2 separate regions of the Mus musculus genome follow, and region 2 is linked to region 1. Evidence: chromatin contacts called from public Hi-C data. All regions are on one chromosome and are shown on one strand. Each heading gives the region's core, a stretch centred on a gene start, on an enhancer-like site or on the middle of the called end of the contact. The rest is flanking DNA. Distances are from core to core; before and after follow the strand shown.

Evidence for each region. Hi-C and Micro-C count contacts between places; a contact is called where the count stands out from the background.
Region 2: a contact with region 1 is called in a Hi-C map of bone marrow-derived macrophages, with 28 read pairs. The contact joins two enhancer-like sites. A contact is called at or near these places in 21 of 484 Hi-C or Micro-C datasets (the G1E-ER4 cell line, Sertoli cells, bone marrow-derived macrophages and 5 more), 12 of 115 datasets of contacts at active chromatin or transcription factors (VIP interneurons, bone marrow-derived dendritic cells, embryonic stem cells and 1 more) and 4 of 9 other capture datasets (adipose tissue, embryonic stem cells, liver and 1 more).

The regions. Positions count from the first base shown.
Region 1 is chr5:110,418,429-110,424,697 of GRCm38.p6, reverse strand. The region is part of intron 2 of Fbrsl1 (fibrosin-like 1); the gene reads left to right. Among named protein-coding and RNA genes, the nearest start is that of Fbrsl1, 27 kb to the left of the region's middle. Within about 2 kb of position 3,552, at least 35 of the 459 cell types and tissues checked have an H3K27ac peak or open chromatin away from gene starts, as enhancers often do. A contact at or near this core is called in bone marrow-derived macrophages, where this site is marked.
Region 2 is chr5:110,635,802-110,642,070 of GRCm38.p6, reverse strand. No RefSeq gene overlaps it. Among named protein-coding and RNA genes, the nearest start is that of Noc4l, 14 kb to the left of the region's middle. Within about 2 kb of position 2,365, at least 32 of the 459 cell types and tissues checked have an H3K27ac peak or open chromatin away from gene starts, as enhancers often do. A contact at or near this core is called in bone marrow-derived macrophages, where this site is marked.

The DNA of each region.
Region 1 (6,269 bases), core at 2,303-4,802:
AAAAACTTGGGCTCATGGTTTCAGAGCCTCAGTCAGGTCTCTTACCTGTGACTCCGAGGGTTTCCACTGTGTCCCAGCAGTTCCAGAGGCTGGCAAGTGTCCTTTAGCACATGGGCCGTGAGGGATTAAGCCCCACCATGGCCCCGTTTTACTTTCACAGGGATCGGCAGAGAGCTATAGCAACCCAATGAGTCTTTTAAACCGCCCGCCAACACACAGAAATGGTATAGTTCTAGAAATAGCAGACAGGGCTTGTGCTAACCCAACTGAGCCCAGAGGAGATGACTATGAAACTTTGCTGACATAAGGGGCTCACTGAAAGGGAATTTCCCAGTTGGAGCCCTAATGCTAATTACAACCATGAGAGTGCTTCTCCTTTCTGGGCTGTGTCTGACAGCAGAACTTCAGGGCCAGACTGTGTAGTGGGCACCCATACAATCAGTGTGAACTCCAGCTTGGTTCCAGGCCCATTTTTCTCCATCCAGGTGTTACTCGCAGTTGTTGGTTGGTGTGGTGGGAAATCTAGGGATCTCCTAGTACCTTCACCAGGAAGCATCATCTGCCTTGCATGCCTAACATACACATTTCCATGAATACTCTCTCCCCTTGGCATCCGTGACCCTTCTCTGGGCTGTTCATCATCCCTGTCTCGGCAGACGTAAATATTTTTTGAGACAGATATGAATCGTGCTTTCTTTCCCCACCTGGGCTCATGTTGTGAGTAAATGATCAGCCGAAGCACAGGTACGTGGACCTGTGCCCGTAGCTGCAACAAAGTGAGGAGCAATAGCAAACCACTTGGAAATTCAACTTGGGACCTCTAGAAGAGAAATGTATGCCCTTAACCACTGAGCCATCTCCCAACCCTCCACTGGGGACAGTAGTAAACAACAGTGACATCTTGGTGCTAATGGGGGAAGAAGCAAATGGAGTGTCTTTGCCAGGTAGATCTGGGGTGCTTGCTTACATGAGTGCTCAGTTCTGAAGGGAGAGGTCTATATGGAGTGCCCAGGTCTAGAGCCACAGCCAGGTACCTGTGGAGGGGAAGTGTGGGGTGTAGTCAGCAATGCTCAGTGAGGACTGCTGGCCAGGGGTAGGGGACCATCTGGCTTGGAGTCAGCAGAACAGAAATGGTGAGTTCCCCTGCTTTGCTGGCTGAGGTCTTTTGCTGTGCCAGCACCTGTTCTAGGGTCTCAGAAGACATGGGAAGTCAGGACTCAGACCTAACAACGAGTAAGGGTTATGGCTGGGGAAAAGAGGGTATCAGAGATAGTCACAGTTGAGCCTCATTCAGCATGGTCTTGCCCTGCTGAAGTCTGGTTGCAGCACTGTGAGATCCAGTGAGTCAGGGTTACTGCCTGGCACAGCTCACTCCAGGAGGGCATCGGTTACTTGGGTAACTTGGGTCAGTCCCAAGCTTAGACTCAAGATGTCTATCCCTGGGTAGCCTCCAGAGTCCTTCTGATGACCATGGGTCAGTAGGAGCAGGGGTCATTCCCCTAAAAAGAGTAGGCACGCCAGGTGTGGTGGCACACGCCTTTAATCCCAGCACTCGGGTGGCAGAGGCAGGTGGATTTCTGAGCGCCAGGCCAGCCTGGTCTACAAAGTGAGTTCCAGGACAGCCAGAGCTATACAGAAAAGTCCTGTCTCAAAAAACCAAAAAAAAAAAAAAAAAAAAAAAAAAAAAGAATAGGCATAGAGTGACTGCTGAAGGGCCAGAGCCATGGGCGCAACATCTATAGAGAATGCACTTGTGTGTACAGGACACACCATGTACATATGGTATAATGTGCACATGGGGTGCACTGTACACATAGGATGTATTATGCACATAGAATGCCATGTATTCAAGATGTACTTATGGCATACATGGAATACCATACATGCTTACATGCTTGGCATGGTGTGTTCATTTGGCATGCTGCCCATACATGATACACAGTATATGTAGGATGACATGCTGTGCATACAGGATACATTGTATATATAGGATAGCATGTTGTACATACAGGATACACCGTATATATAGGTTGACATGCTGCAAGTGTATCTTCCACTGGCTCTTCACCTTGAACAATGGGGAGCCAACCATGCGTCCACCTCTCTGGCCTACCCTGGGTCTGATGCCTGAGGGAGCTGCTGCCCCTTGCAGGGATTTTCCAGGGCTTATAGCAGAAAGTAGCCAGGCAGCCATATTCTTCATCCTCGGTCCAGGAAGTGAACTGCCCTATCCTTGTCTCCCTCTTTCAAGTGCAGAGGTTAAGTGGACTGTAGGAAGCCACAAGTAAAGCATTCGTCTGGGTATGAAACAGTTGAGGTGGTGTGTCTGTCTCCCTGTGACTACTCCAGCATGGATGGGACTCATCAGACTCCTGCATACCATCCTGGCTATGTCCTGTACTTACCCAGGGTTGCTATTCCTACGGTCTTGTTTGTGTTTTCAGCCTGAATAATGGGATTCCAGGGTCCAGTGGGCCTTTGTGTGTATCCCCTTGAAGTGTTCTAGAGCATAAAGGTATCTGGGGAGCAGGTGAGGTGCGTACACTAGATAGTATGCATTTCATGGACAACCTCAGACATGTACATGATCACACGTGTGTCCACGTGTGCTCTCTGGGTCTGGGTTCTGGTAGACTTTCTAACTTCTGCAAGTGAAAAGGGATACTTCTGGTCCCTTCATCATCTGCTCAGCAACAGATGGCTCAGGGCCCAACCCTTGGACAGGCTAGCTCTGTACCCAAAACCTCAGTGTATCTGAGTACTAGAGTAAACCACATGCTTCCTACCTGGGACAGCAAGCAGTTCACTTGGCCCCCAGCCCTGGAAGCGTGACTTCCATGTGCAGCCTGGTGTTGAGTAGGGGGAAGGAGGCACCTCATTGCTAGAGCCACTGTTCATGGCTGCTGGAGCCCTTTCTCAGCCTGCTAGTCTGGTTGCCCTGGTTAGCGGAACTCTGGAAATTGGCAGGCATTTCTGGGGGTTTACCAGAAATAAAGCCAGTTTGCCTCACAACACTGCCCTTGCTTTGGTCCTGCCCATTGGAGTGAATTAGGACTCTTTTCACTCTGCCCTCCTGTCTGCCCGAGCAGTGTCAGCTGAAGCCCTGTGTGTATTTCAGCCTTTGGCAGGCACTGGTGCCAAGGAGTGGACTCCCCCACTCTAGGTCCCACTGATCACATGTGGTACCTCAGTTTCTCTGCCTGACTAGTCGGTGACGTGCACACGAGTAACACTGAACAGGTTTGGGTTATCGTAGTTTCTATGTCCCATGGCCTACCCAGAAAGAATTACACCAGGAAGGAGGGAGTGTTTCACTAGTACATGCTGGCAGAGGCTGCTGGATGGTGGGGAAGCAGCCTGGCTCACCAGCCTACTTCATCCAAACTTCTGGACCTTGGGACATGCCAGGCTACAAGATCAGTGCATTGTAAGCTAGCTTGGGAACCCAGCAGGACAATATTGGCCTTTCTTTGAGCTCTTGTGAGCTCTCTCTGTCTGGAGAGACTAATCATTGCTCCACCTCCCTTCGTTTCACTTCCTGGAACTCTCCTGCCCTCTTGTCTGGAAGCCTTCTTTCTCCTTGCAACTTCCTCATAGATCTGCACAGCCCAGAGCCAAGGGCTGAGTCCCACCAAGAACAATTAAAGCCTGGAGCAAGAGAGGCAGCTCAGTGATAAAAGCACTGTATGCTCTTCCAGAGGACTTGGATTCAATTCCCAGCACCTGGGTGGTTGTTCACAGACTTCTGTAGTTCCAGTTCCAGGAGATCGATGGCCTCTGGGTCTCTGTGGGCGATGCATGCACATGGTACACACACATATATGTAGGCAAAACACCTGTACACAAAATAAAAATAAACAAATATCAAGGAAAGAGTTGTAAACCAGAGAGATGGCTCAGTGGGTAAAGGTACTTGTTGCTAAACCTGGCAACTCGTGTTCAAATTCCTGGAACCCACATGGTGAAAGGAAAGAAGTGATTTCCCACAAGTTGTCCTCGAAGTTCCACATACGCACTGTGGGCTGCATACTCACATGCATATATACCCAACATAGTGTATAAATTAAGCTACTACATGAGGCTGGATGAAAGACCAGACATGAGGCTCCATCAACATAGCCAGCCTATAAGACTAGTAAAATAACTGTGGTCTCAGAGGTGACCTCAGAAACCCAGAAAGGACTACAAGGGGAGAGGTAGAGACTGAATGTGGCTGTGTCCCCCTGGGGTGCATGTGCAGTTGCATGGACTCCATGTTGGCGGACATCCAAGCCCAGGAGAACTGCTCAGAAGTACCTGCCCGCCCACGGATTTGTAAGGGAGCTGTGTGTGTCGGCAAAGTACCTGTGGTTCCTCCCTGAGACTGGGCTTCCAGCCATTCCCTGTAAACCTCCTGGGCCACTGAGGTTGCACAGGAGCCTGTAGGCCATAGTCACCCAGACATGTTACAGGAGCAAACTTCAAATGATTGGAGCAGCCTTGACCTCTCTTCCATGTCTGGAGCCTCCTAAACTGGTGCCTGCAAACTCGCCCACCTTTGTCCATCCTTGTGGTTGTGTCACAGAACAAATGAAACACTGCCAACATAGAGCGGCCCTTTGGTGGTCGGTCCTCCTACCTTTCTCTGCAGTTTGCCCTCTTAGCACGTGCTGCTGTCTTTCAGGCTGGCTTTTTTTTCCCCTTACAGTAACTGGGAGCCATATGATTTTGAAGGCCCCATGCATGGAAGGGTGTGTGTCTGTCCGTTGTCCAGAAGGGCCCAGTGTACAAGAACTCGGGGCACGTTGGCTTGTAGAGCTGGTTATTTGGGTCGATGAGCGGATGGACTGGTGGCTGGTCTACAAGGCCTAAAAGTAGCTATAAGTATAGCTATTCTCATCTGCCCCCCCACCCCTCAAGCAAACAAGCCGCTTTCTGACTCTAGGCTGACGGAGGTTCACTGATTTCATCCTTCCATAAATGCCGGAGATGGAAGCATGGTATCTCCCTGCCTCTGGCATAGCTCATAGGAAACTTCCTCAGAGTGAGTAAAAAGCCAGAAACACCAAAGGGCAAGCAGGTGGCGCTGTTTTAGATCCACCTGGTTACAGAAGGTAATAAATATCTTCCCATGTGTCTGTTTCCAGAATACAGGACTCAGCTTTATAAAACTGCAGGAAGTGGGGTTTTCAATCCATGGACAACTACTTAAGAAAGGATAACAGCCCACATCACCTACAGGGTTCCACCATAGAGTCCTAGGGTACAGTACTCACTCCAGAGTCTGGCTTAGAGAAAAGATGGCTTCTGTAGGTATGTGCCAAGCAAAAAGCATGCCCAGCGTCCTCACAGTACAACTGCATTGGTGTATATTTCAGCCCTCACGAGTTGCCAGTGAGTCTTTGCCCACCGTGGGTCAGAAGAGAGAACACCCCCACGGCAGTCAAGCTGATGACAGAGATACCAGTAGATTCTCACTTGGTCTAGTAATGAAAAGTCCCTATAGAGTTCGTTCAGTCAGTGACTGGGATCACCTCGGGCTCCTCAGGCTGGGCTGGTTCCTCTGCAGGCTACCAGCCTTCACGTCACTGGGGCCTTAGACAGATGCCTGGGTGAGGGCCCCCACTTAGCCATCTGAACATTCATTAACATCCAGGCAGTGTCTTGGCCTTGGTACTCCGTTAGCTCCCAAAGGAAAGACGTGTGGATCCCTGTGAGTCTGGGGCTGGGGAGAAGTTGGCAGTTCGAGGCCTAAACTGGCTCTAGGGCTGGCACATGCTTATGGAGAAATGACTGACTGGATTCCGAGGACTTTGACCAAATCTATACCAGTGTGGCTCTGGGATGTAAGATCAGGAGAGGTATCAGGTGCAAGCAAGATGAATGTTCATGTGCTTTCACATAGCCCCCCTACTGTCCAGTGCTAGCCAAACACTGCACCCAGGAGTGTTCCCCATTAAACAGACCAGAGAACTGGACTGGGGAGAAGTATGAGGTCATCATGTTTGGGGCTGGAAGGTGGCCTCTGCAAATAGTCCCAGAATGCTATGAGCTGTGTAGGTGGGTGTTCCTGCTGGTGCTGGTATCTAATGCCAAGGCCAGTGATATCTGTCGCTTTGTTCTAGATCTGGTTCCAGCCTTCTCTAAGAAAACTAAGGTTGTCCAAAGGGCTGTTCCAAACAGCCATCAGTCTCAGAATGTATAAGACATTAACTATAGCAAGTGTCAGCTAGTCCCTGGGATGTTTGCATGTGCCTACCGCAGTGTTTCAGCTCCATCCTGCAAATTGG
Region 2 (6,269 bases), core at 1,116-3,615, 220 kb before region 1:
GGCTTAGTTTGATTTTTTAAGTAGGAGCCTGCCTGGTGTGGCTAGCTTCCAAAGTTGAAGGGATGTTAATTTGTGCTTTCCATTGTTATAACATGTATGATCTTACTTTTCCTATCTGACCTTCAGGCCCTGTAAATCTAAAATCTGGTGCTTTGCTTTAGAGGAGATGAAGTCCCAACTCCTTGAAATTGGATGTCTACCTCTTGAAGTGGCCAACCTACAGGCCAAGATTTCGGAGAGATAATGGTGACATCTGCACCAGTGTTGACCATTCCTTTGATCTCAATATTGTTTACTAGTATTCTTACCTTGGGCCTTTGATCTTCTATAGAAGTTTGCCAAAATATTGGTTTGGGGCCCTTTTCGAATTATCTACAGAATTTGTCTTAACCTTGTTATCTGGTCTTATAATATCTATTTTCAACAGTGGTGTTTAATTGTCCTGAGGAAGAGAATTTTTCCTGTTTGGCATTGGGGCCTACGAGAGCCCCCCCCACCCCATACCCTGGGAGTTTTTTGGTCAAGAGTTACCCCATTTGTCTGTTGTTGATTTACATTCCCTAGTCCAGTGTCTAGGCCTTTGTCACATCTCTTGCATATCCCAGGAGGCTTGGGCTCCCTTTTGGAATTAATTTGGTTTTCTCTGAAGCTTCTCTCTCTCTCTTTTTTTTTCTCCCAAGACAGGGTTTCTCTGTGTAGCCCTGGCTGTCCTGGAACTCACTCTGTAGACCAGACTGGCCTTGAATTCAGAAATCTGCCTGCCTCTGCCTCCCAAGTGCTGGGATTAAAGCCGTGCACCACCACTGCCCAGTTTCTCTGAAGTTTCTTTTGACATAACCTTGCTCACCACGATTAAGAAATGTTGTATGGCCTCAAGGCCTCTAGTGGCAGCTTCTCCTGTTAAGGTCATATCAGGTGAACGGGGTCTAACATCCACTGTATGTCTAATCCACTCTTCTATTGATGCTGACCCTGCCTTCAATGGTCTGATTACTTCTTTGCATTCAGCATTCCCATTTTCAAAAGATAAAGTCTTGATTCAGGACTTTCTTACTAATGGATCCAATGTACTTCTTTCCACAGATAAAGACAACCTTTGGAAAAAGTCAAGGAATGTTTCTTTTAGACCTTGCTTGGCCTGAAAAAAAAAAGGTTCAAGTCTTTCTACTCTTTCTGCGACTTCGTCTCAAGCATTTAAGGCTGCCTTAGCACATAACATCAAGCTTTCATCATATTCAGCGTCTACTTCTAGCTCAGCAAAATGACCTTCCCCAAGCAGCAGAACTTCAGAAATATTCTTACCTCTGGCTTTATTTTGTTGGGCTATCTCCTTTGCTTCTTCTCTCCACCACAAGCACCATTATAAAGGTGACCCGGGTTCTCATATTGCTTTTACCACATCCTTCCAGTCTTTTTGTTTTTTTCGAGACAGGGTTTCTCTGTGTAGCCCTGGCTGCTCTGGAACTCACTCTGTAGACCAGGCTGGCCTCGAACTCAGAAATCCGCCTGCCTCTGCCTCCCAAGTGCTGGGATTAAAGGTGCGTGCCACCACCGCCCGGCTGCAGTCAGTGCTCTTAACCACTGAGCCATCTCTCCAGCCCCTGTGCCAATATTTCTCTAGCGCTTGTATCTCTGTCATCCTGGTGTTTTGTTCAACCTAATAATATCTTTTTGTAACCTCTCCTCCAAAGCTTGCCCCCATGCCTCAGACTTCTCCTTTTGTTGCTCCTCCTGTTCCTTAAGTGTCTGCACCCCCTGCTCAGAGCTCCCCTTCACCTTATTTTTTCTTTATGTTGTAATCCTGATATTGTGATGTCTATTTTATTTTGACTGATTAATTTTAGAAGATTCTCCTCCAAGTCTCACTTCCAATTCTCATTTCTTCTTCTCTGCTGCTCATTCTGACCTGTGAAATTTTGCATTCTTTGTTCTAGCATCTTTTCCAGCTCCTGTCTCTAACCTTCATGTTCCTCTCTCTGTTATCTTGACCAATAGAATCCTGTACCTTTCGTTCCAGATTTTCCTCTAGGCTGTATTCATTTTCTTCTCTCTGTTGCTTAGCATGACCTACAAATTCCTTTAGTTCTTGTGTTTTCTTTAGGCTGTATTGCCCAGTCTTTTCTTTTTTTCTTTTCTTTCAGTTTTTCAAGACAGGGTTTCCCTGTATAGCCCTGGATGTCCTGGAACTTACTCTGTAGACCAGGCTGGCCTTGAACTCAGAAATCCGCCTGCCTCTGCCTCCCAAGTGCTGGGATTAAAGGAGGTATCTAATTTTTGTGATTGTCAATTTTGAATTCTCAGTACCTGATCTGGAGCTTCTTGTACCTTTGTCTCCCCCTGGTGTTCGATTCAGGACATTGCAGTCCTCTCGGAATCTTATTCGCAGGAAGTGGGTGGTGGTGGCTAACTGTAGAAAGACGTGGGACTTCTGAGCCTCTCTCTGGCTTTTGTTTGGGTTGCAGTCGGCAGCATGTGCACTGATTTCAGGCAGCTTGCAGTCGGGAGAGCAGGTCTGGCTGTTCCGTGTCCAGTTTAGACGTGGGGGATACAGGAAAAGCGAGCGCAGGAAGGCCTGCTCGGGGTAGAGATACCCAGATCAGCCAGCTGTGCCTGTGAGAGAAAGCTTTGGAAAGTTAGATTTTGGTTTTTTGTATTGTGTGTGTGTGTGTGTGTGTATGTGTGTGTGTGTGTGTGTGTGTTTTCAGTTGTTGATCCTCAGCTGTGAAGACTGCAGGCTGCTTCTCAGGCAGTCGTGCCCCAGGGTCCTTGGTTCTTCTGTAGGCGCAGGGACCCCCCCCCCCCCAAACCATGTTATGGCGCTGCCTATGTCCAGCTCAGGGCAGGGGCGCTGCCACTGGTTGCTGAGGTTTGCTTGGGGTTTGGAGAGGGAGCCTCAGTCTGTAGACCCCTTAGACCCATTTGGTGTTTAATTTCCATCCTGGTGCACCTTTAGAGATCAGCCCTAGTTATTTATATGGGGCTGAGGGGAGTGGATTGGGAAAATCTAATATACTACTAACTTATTCCCCAGCTATGAGACCCCTTGTTGCTTGCGGCTTCTCCCAGCCATGCGGTTCTGGCCCATTATGGCTTCCTCCTCCTTCTTCCTCTGTCCTCTTTCCCCTTCTTCCTCTGCCTCCTACTCCCTCTCCAGTCCCACCTTTTCCCCTCCACTGCCCAATCACAGGCTCTAGCCTTTTATTGGCAGTTAAAATGGGAGGTCAACATGGTATCACCTGAGGACGAGGTAGTCTGCTGGGTGGGGTGGGGTGAGGAGACTCTCTCGAGGAACCAGTACTAACATTTGAATACAAACAGTGTGTGTGTTTTCTACCTTATGTGACCATGAAGCAGGAGGCCCTCACTGAGGGCATCTTGACTGTGAATTTCCAGATCGTTAATTTGTTTTTCCTAGTTAGTATTTCTCAGGTATTCTGTTATGACTACACAGGCAGAGGAGAGGCCTCTCTGCTTGAGTCTTTTTTTTTTTTAAAGATTTATTTATTTTATTTATATAAGTACACTGTTGCTATCTTCAGATACACCAGAAGAGGGTATCAGATCCTATTGCAGATGGTTGTGAGCTACCATGGGAAGAGCAGTCAGTGCTCTTAACCACGGAGCCATCTCTCCAGCCCCCTCTCTTCTTGAGTCTTAGAGGAATGAATATAAGGGGCTCACTGCAGCCCCATCTACTGAGTAGTTATTGTGCGTTAACAAGTCTCCCTTTTCAATGTGCAATGGCTTCACCTTATGACTCTTCTCTTCCTCCTCGTCCTTTCTTCTTTGTCCCTCCTGTCTTCTACCTAGAGATGCAAATACTTCAGGCAATCGAGTCATACTCACAAGTAATGAATCCCATGCCCGAAGGGAGGTGGAGACACTTGAGCATCTAATTGGCACTTAGCAAATTTGCTATAGGGACGAAGATGTCAGTGACATACTTCCCAAATAACAGCCATGCTTGGTGCTTTGGCAAACATCCCCAGCTAAAAATGACTGCCCCACTAGAGGTTGGGGTACATGGATGCTCCCTAGGGAACTTCATCTGTTCTCAGGGTCTCACCTCTAGGTCAGTAGCTGCTAGAAAAAGCTACACTCTTACCATCACAGAGCCAAGCTGCTAGCTCAGGAATACCTTCTGTAGTCTGTGCCTGTGTCCCTTCTAGTACAGTGGCCAGAGTGCAAATTGCTTTGGAACTGAATATACAAAGTACAACAGCATTTATTCTACAGCTGGGCTGGCTTGGTGGACACAGATAACTCTTTTTAAAATAGCTTCCTAGGTCAGGGCTGGGTCCCCCTGAGGTAGGAACCTCTGTAGCAGCTGCTGGCTGTCTACTCAGACCTAGAAGGCTGTGGCTGGCATCCAACCATAAGGAGATCTAGGGGCAGCTGAGTGACAGCCATAAGCAGGCCTTGCAACCATCAGAAGAGGCTGGTCACTATTCCCACTTAGGAAACAAGTCAGCAGGCTTGGTTTTAGCCGGTGACAGTTACCAGAGCCTGTTCCCTCTCTGGTGAGATCGGCTACCTGTTCTTAATTCTCTGGGGTCAGTGTCCCCCTGAAGGGCCTATTCTCCCATCTCCCTTTACCATCCATTGCTTTCTGAGCTGTGGTGACAGTGAACCCTAGGCCTGTATGAGTTACGTTGTGGCTACCAACTCAGAACGGACAGTAGTTCCTAGGGGCTCACAATCTGTGCTTCCAGATCCCCTTCTGAAGTATTTGACCAACTGTTTCCTTCATCAGCCGCCAGGTTTAAAAGGCTCTTTCCCGGGTGTTCATTTATCTATACTGGGACTTTGTGCCCTTATAAAAACATCCTTTGAATACTAGCAATATCTCAGTCCCACATGACTGGGACCACCAAGGAGTAGGAATTCAGCTCACACCGAGGGCTCTTTTTATTCAAGAGTCCTCGGCTTGTGTCAAACAAAGTGGAAGCTCCCTCCCATACTCCTGTTCCTTAGTCCTTGGTAGGCCTCTGTGACGCCCACTCTCCTCACATCTGTCACCTGCTTGACTCCCGGTGTCTGTCACTGCTTTATTGACTTCATCTTGAATCTATGTGCAAGCGTTTGCTTCATTTCCTGGAGGCTTGGTGGCTCCTTTCTGGTTTATTGGAAACAAGATTCTTGGACATCGGTTGAACCTTAAAGATGTGACAGAGGTGTGTGTCTGTGGCCACCAGATGGGGGCCCATTCTTCATCTTCACACTCCGTGGCCTGCTGGAGCTGGCACAGGTCTGCACGGGCCGGGAATGAAGTCACGTGAAGGGGACGCCGAGTCCTTGTGAGAAGACTCCGAGAAGACAGGGTCCTGTGAGCTTAGGGTTTTCTCACAGCGTGGAATTGTTCTTGGAATGTGTTTTCATGCCCCTCCCAGGGGTAGCAGAAAGGAGTGAGCTTCCTTCAGATTACTCATTATTGTTTGCTGCTGTTATTCAATTACATGTCTATATGCCGCTATTTAAAAAAAAAACATATCTTTACCACATGTGGCTTATCCATGAGACTGTATACAGCTTGCACTTCTGAGAGCTTTATTCATGTGACCTCTCTTTGGGGGTGGCATTTTAAGTCAGGGTTTCTCAGTGTAGCCCTGGCTGCCCTGGAATTCTCTGTAGACCGGCTGGTTTTGAACTTAAGAGATCTGCCTCACTCCCCCTTCCACCCACCCCCCCCCCCCGCAACCCTCCCTCCCCCAGTGCTGGGATTAAAGGTGTGTGCCACCACGGGCTCCTTGTTACCTTTTTTAACCCTCAGGGAATAAATACCTGAGGATCTGAATAAAGTAGGCTATTGCATGGGGCACAAGTCCGCCTCATTTATCTGTTCCATTCTACCTCTAAATGGTGTCAGCTCTACACACTGGAATAAGCCACAATATCCTGTTGGGGAGGAAAATGGTTCTTAGTTTTGTTATTTACACAGAGTCACTTTGCTTTATGAACACTAGGTGGAGCCCTAAAACCAGGTCTGCCTCAATTTCGAGTAGCCTTAGGACCTTTATAATTTAAAAAAATAAAAAAATAAAAAAAAAATAAATAGAACAAAACAAGAGCCTGATGCATGAGAGGGGTTGGTGACTTGGGGAGACTGCAGCAATTGGTATCTTTATGTCACCCTTGTTAAGCTCATTCAATTTGCCAAGTCTGTTTTTGACTCTGGCCCCAGGGAATTTCTATTATGTCTGCCTAGGGAAGTTGACCAACAAGCAAGGACTCTGCTGGCCATGGGTCCTTGACTACTAGACATTTGAGTC